Linked DNA regions of Mus musculus: region 1 is linked to region 2. A link is a contact called in public Hi-C data. All regions are on one chromosome and are shown on one strand. Each heading gives the region's core, a stretch centred on a gene start, on an enhancer-like site or on the middle of the called end of the contact. The rest is flanking DNA. Distances are from core to core; before and after follow the strand shown. Region 1 holds the start of Hinfp (histone H4 transcription factor). Region 2 overlaps Cbl (Casitas B-lineage lymphoma).

Region 1 (2,700 bases), core at 44-2,543, 110 kb after region 2:
AAGGAGCCCTGTTTACACTCCAGTGTCTATACTTTACTAAACATTTTTAAGAATATAATAAGCTGGGCGTGGTGGTGCACGCCTTTAATCCCAGCACTCGGGAGGCAGAGGCAGGCGGATTTCTGAGTTTAAGGCTAGCCTGGTCTACAAAGTGAGTTCCAGGACAGCCAGGGCTACACAGACAAACCCTGTCTCTAAAAACAAAACAAAACAAAAGTATATAATAAGTATGTAGTTTAAAAGAACGAGAACAAAGTGAAAGGTTGATGCAAAATTTCTAGGAGGGACATTAAAGGGACAATTCTGCAGAAGTGAGATGGCTCAGTGGGGGAAAGCAGCTCTTGTCACACTAGCCTGACAACCTGAATATGACCCCAGGAACCCCACCACCACCATTCACTCACATATGCTCACACCACTAATCAAGTGGTGGGGAACAGGGTGGCGTTGCCAGTCTTTGAGACAGGATCTCTTGAGAATTTCAGGACAGCCAGAGCCACAAAGTTAAGATGGTCTCACAAAAAAGAAAGCCACCACGGACATCACATTATGTCTAAGGGTGTATCTGTCTGAAGAGGAAGTCAGAAGGATGGAGAAGGAAAATAAAACGAAACTCCTTAGTTTTGTGATCTTAAATTACTTAAGCCATATGGGCCTAATGCACTACTGAGGCTCACTAAGGGTTTGCTACATCTAGCCTTGTTTCTGAGTGTTAATTAGGGGATGGAGAAGCATCCAACCCCCCCAGGATCCTTACCTGACATTTCATCACTAGTCAAAGTACAAAACCATCCCATCAACAATTATCAGGAGAGTATATACTCTATCGCCAGGCACCAATGAACTCTGAGCCACAATCCAGAAGAAAGGCCCAGGTCCTAAACAAGGACTCACAGACCAGGATCTGACGGCTGAACCCCGCAACCAATCCAAGGCGCAGGACCAGGGAGATCGGGACACGAAAAGGCCGGTGGGCAGCCTCGCCTGGGCGCTGAGGCCGGAGGATAGGTAGCTAGAACTCAGAGGAAGTAGCCCATCCGGGAGAGCTTCCCGGGATCCCCGGCGTCAAGCGTGGTGCCGAGGGAGTCCAGCCGCAGAGACCCCCTAGCCCGAGGGCGCGGAGGCTAAGGGCCGGCACGGACGCCACACCGAGCGGCTCCAGGAAGCCCGGCCTTCCGCAGGCTCCGGAGAGAGCCGCTTTAGCCGCCAAGGTACGGGAGCCGCAAGCCTCCACTCACCTGCCAGCGCCGCTGGTTTGCCCAGCGCCCCACCCACCTCACACCATCTACCCCGAGGCGTTTGAGCGACGACCAGCGACAGCCAATCGCCGCTCTCGAGTCGACCGACAGCCAATGGCCGCTGCGTCTGTCAGAGCCCGTGCGCACCAAAACACGGAAGAGGCGGGAATCGTCCCGGAGAGGGCTCCGAGTCCCAAGGGGGAGAGTGAGGGACGACCGGATGTGGCTGAAGTTCGCGTCACCTTCAAAAGTGGGTTGGGCCTGCTCCCGACTGTGCGCAGGCGGGAAGCTTTGAGGCTTGAATTCCCACTACTGCGCAAACTCGCGCCGACCACCCACTGGGCATGCGCCTAGTTTGGCCGGCCTTGTCTGTCATCTTCCTCACGGTGTTTGTAGTTCGGTTAGTTGTCTAGGTAGTTCGCCTACACTGGGGCACCACCTTCATCTTTGATTTTCTTAAGTCTTCTCTGTTTTATGTACCGTACCCCAGGTTGACCTTGGACTCACAGAGACCCACCTGCCTAAGTGCGCCACCTCACCAAGTTTAAGGGATACTGGGGGATTCATTCAAGGGTTTCTGCTTGCTAGACAAATGCTCTACCAACAGACACACACACACCAGCCCCGGAGTCTACTTTTTTTTTTTTTCTTTTTTCTTTTTTTTTTTTTTTTTTTGGTTTTTTCGAGACAGGGTTTCTCTGTGTAGCCCTGGCTGTCCTGGAACTCAGAAATCTGCCTGCCTCTGCCTCCCAAGTGCTGGGATTAAAGGCGTGCACCACCACGCCCGGCCGAAGTCTACTTTCTTTAACACGTGATCATCCATATTCCTCTATCTTCACTTCCATTCTGTTCGACGAATGACACCCATTCCAGAACTCCACACTCATTTAACATGCCCCAGTGCTTAATTTCTCTACAAGACATCCTTCACAGAGCCCAGCAAAGTGATCTTTAACAAAACCAGACTCGATCAAGTCAGAATTCTGTGTAAAATATTCAAAGGCGTTCTGTTGCCTTCAGTACAATGGCCCCAAACCAAATGGAGAATTTCCAAACGCCAGCATCTGGGTGCTGCCTACCTCAAATCCTATCTTGCGTCTTGGACCTCATTTCCTGCACCTCAGACACAAATTTCAGTTTCCCCACCACACTGTGCCTCCTTTTACTTCCCATGTGTCCACTTGTTTTCCCCTGAAAGTCTCCCCTTCCCACTTCCCATTACGTAACTAGCCATTCTTGTGTTTTCAATGGAGACGGTCCTTTGCCTGAGAATTGACTCTTCTTATTATGATATATTGTATTTGTGCTTACTACTGTGCAGTCTACACTACCCAGTGAGAAAGACCAGTTGCGCCTATTTCTTCGTTTTTATAAACCAGTCACAGTCACACAATCCAGTGAAGGAAATTCAGAATTTAAAATTGCCATGCTCAAGCCAGGCGTGGTAGTGCATGCCTTTAAT
Region 2 (2,700 bases), core at 109-2,608:
CAAACCCTGGCTCTCTCAAAGAGCAGCCAGTCTTCTTAAACCACTAAGCCATCTCTCCAGTCTCAGAAATGAAAATTTAAATGGGCAGATTAATAGCAAATACTTTAGAGCAGTGGTTCTCAACCTCCTTAATGCTGTGACTCTTTAATACAGTTCATCCTGCTGTGGAAACTCCCAACCTTAAGATTATTTTCTTGCTACTTCATAATTGTAATTTTGATAGTGTTATGATCCATAATGTAAATATCTGATATGTGACCCTTGTGAAAGGGCGGAGACCCACAGGTTGGGAACCAGTGCTTTAGTAGAAAACAACAATAAGCTGAAGAGAGTAGTAGAAACTTTCTAAATTAAAATACTGGGGAGGGGATCGATGTAGTCGTAGTGGCCAATGGAACATTAAGCAGTCTCCTGAAGGAGAAATGGGAGAGACAGAAACAGTGACAGGAGCTTTCCCAAGTGTGACAGAAACTGGCATCTCAACAGCACTCGAGGAAGCTCCCACAGAATGTTAACATTATTACAAAGCTATGCTTCGGGCTAAGGAGACAGATCGGTGCTGCCCTTCTCACCTCCACATGTGTGTCATGACATGTGCAAACTTATAATAAATTAATTTAGAAATAGATGAATACAATAGTTCTCAGGGCCCTTTCAGACAGTCTGAAATACTAAAATTACCTCCGTAAAATGTTACACACAACATGCCTTTTTCCACTCTAGTGACATTCGCATTCATGGCCCAGGAAACAGTGGACAAGACTGCCGATTCCAGACACAATCAAGACAACACACCAAACTATTTATGCAGTCAAAATACAGCTGTATTCTTTTTTGTTTGTTTGTTTGTTTGTTTTTCGAGACAGGGTTTCTCTGTGTAGCCCTGGCTGTCCTGGAACTCACTCTGTAGACCAGGCTGGCCTCGAACTCAGAAATCCGCCTGCCCTTTGCCTCCCGAGCACTGGGATTAAAGGCGTGCGCCACCACGCCTGGCACAGCTGTATTCGTAAAACCAAATACTGTTTGCTTGCACTTTAAGAATTCCCTTAACAGAGTCTTACAATATGGCTCAGTGATTAAAGGTACTCGTCTTAAACCTTGACAACACAAGTTCAATGCCTACAGCTTACTCAAATTACATGAGCCACGGCACTTGTACCCACACATACACATTACACACACACACACACACACACACACACACACACACTTTCTGAATCTCCTTTATTGAAGCAGACGTCTTTAATAATTACTCCTGTTAGATCCACAGTGAAGTGCTTTGTTTCTTTAGACATTCTGTGTGACACAATGAGAAGAACACCAAGTTCTGTTGCAATATGGCCAACCTTAGGAAAGTACTTACGCAATGCAACAGTGATGCAAGCTTTTTTAAAAAGGCATTTTTTTCTTAAGATCACTTAAGCCATTTCTAGCACACAACATCAACAATATCATATAACCATAACCACTATCCATTTCCAGATTTATTTACATTCCCTTTTTCTTCAATAGTGCTTACTCTTGATACATTTTACACCTGTATATATGCATTTGACCATATACCCCATTCTTATCTTTTTGAGACAGAGCATCATGTTATGATGTATCCCAGGGCGGGCTAAAACTTTCCATCCAGTAGAGAATGACCTTCAGTGTCTCTGGTCTTCCTGAGAGCTGAGACTGCAGGTGGGTGCTACAATGATGGCAATAGTTGGTTTGTTAAGATAGGCCCTAGCCTTGCAGCACACACTGGCTTTGAACCTGCAGTGATATTCCTGTCTCAGCACAGCAGAATTTCAGGAACGTGCCTCAATGCTACCATTTCTAGAACTCATCTATTCTGGCTATATGACCATTGAGCAGTAACCACCTCTCCCCTCCTTTTAGTTCCCAATACTCTATTATACCTGTCTTTATAAATTTGCACAGTCTAAATACCTCATAAGTAAAATCATAAAACGTCCTTTTAGATCTGGCTTATTTCAATCAGCAAACTGTCTTCACAATTAATCTGTGCTGTAGCTTGTATGTGCATTCTACCCCTTCTTACAGGTGAGTATTGAAACTTACCTGGCCAGTGAGATGGCTTGGACAGAGATGCCTGTGCACAAGACCTGAGTTTGACCTCAGATTTCTGGACCCCACAAGGTAGGAAAGAACCAACTGCTGAGGTGTGTGTGCATACAGAATAATACAAATTTAATTTTCCTAGAGTTCTATACAATATGTTAAACATATCCCCTCCCCATACTCACACCCTCCTTTTTCTCAGCCCTACTAGTCCCCACCACTTCCCTAGACAGTTTTACTTTGTCACTTAATATCTGTGTGCATGACTTTATGTTGACTATAGAAAAATCTAGAAATCATAAACAAGAGAAAACAATGATATACATATGGCTTTCTGTGATTGGCTTAACTCACTTATGACTAATACTGCCTTCATTTGCATTCATTTTTCTTGAAATGACAGAATTTCATTTTCCTTTATGGCTGAAAAGGTTTCACTGTACAAATGGCACACTTTTGTTATTTCCTGTTGTTGGACACCTCAGCTCGTTCCCTAACTTAGCTATGGCAGTCCTGCAGTGAATGCTATGCTCCAGAATCTCGGTGAATGCCTACTGAATTCAGAAGCTTGGGTACACACCAGGCAACTGCAACTGTACACCAACATTTCGTTTGTCCATTTATCTGCTG

Evidence for each region. Hi-C and Micro-C count contacts between places; a contact is called where the count stands out from the background.
Region 1: a Hi-C map of bone marrow-derived macrophages shows a contact between it and region 2, with 41 read pairs. The contact joins the promoter of Hinfp here to the enhancer-like site in region 2. A contact is called at or near these places in 10 of 39 promoter capture datasets (3T3-L1-derived adipocytes, the C10 cell line, the HPC-7 cell line and 5 more), 4 of 484 Hi-C or Micro-C datasets (bone marrow-derived macrophages, embryonic stem cells, nephron progenitors and 1 more), 7 of 115 datasets of contacts at active chromatin or transcription factors (the 230-238 cell line, the SCID.adh cell line, bone marrow-derived macrophages and 2 more) and 3 of 9 other capture datasets (adipose tissue, liver and pancreatic islet).

Annotation. Positions count from the first base shown.
Region 1 is chr9:44,304,378-44,307,077 of GRCm38.p6, forward strand. It overlaps Hinfp (histone H4 transcription factor), which reads right to left and starts at 1,294. Exons shown (of 10, transcript NM_172162.3): 1 at 1,239-1,294.
Region 2 is chr9:44,190,028-44,192,727 of GRCm38.p6, forward strand. All of the region lies in intron 2 of Cbl (Casitas B-lineage lymphoma), which reads right to left. Among named protein-coding and RNA genes, the nearest start is that of Cbl, 43 kb to the right of the region's middle. Within about 2 kb of position 1,359, at least 17 of the 459 cell types and tissues checked have an H3K27ac peak or open chromatin away from gene starts, as enhancers often do. A contact at or near this core is called in 3T3-L1-derived adipocytes, adipose tissue and bone marrow-derived macrophages, where this site is marked.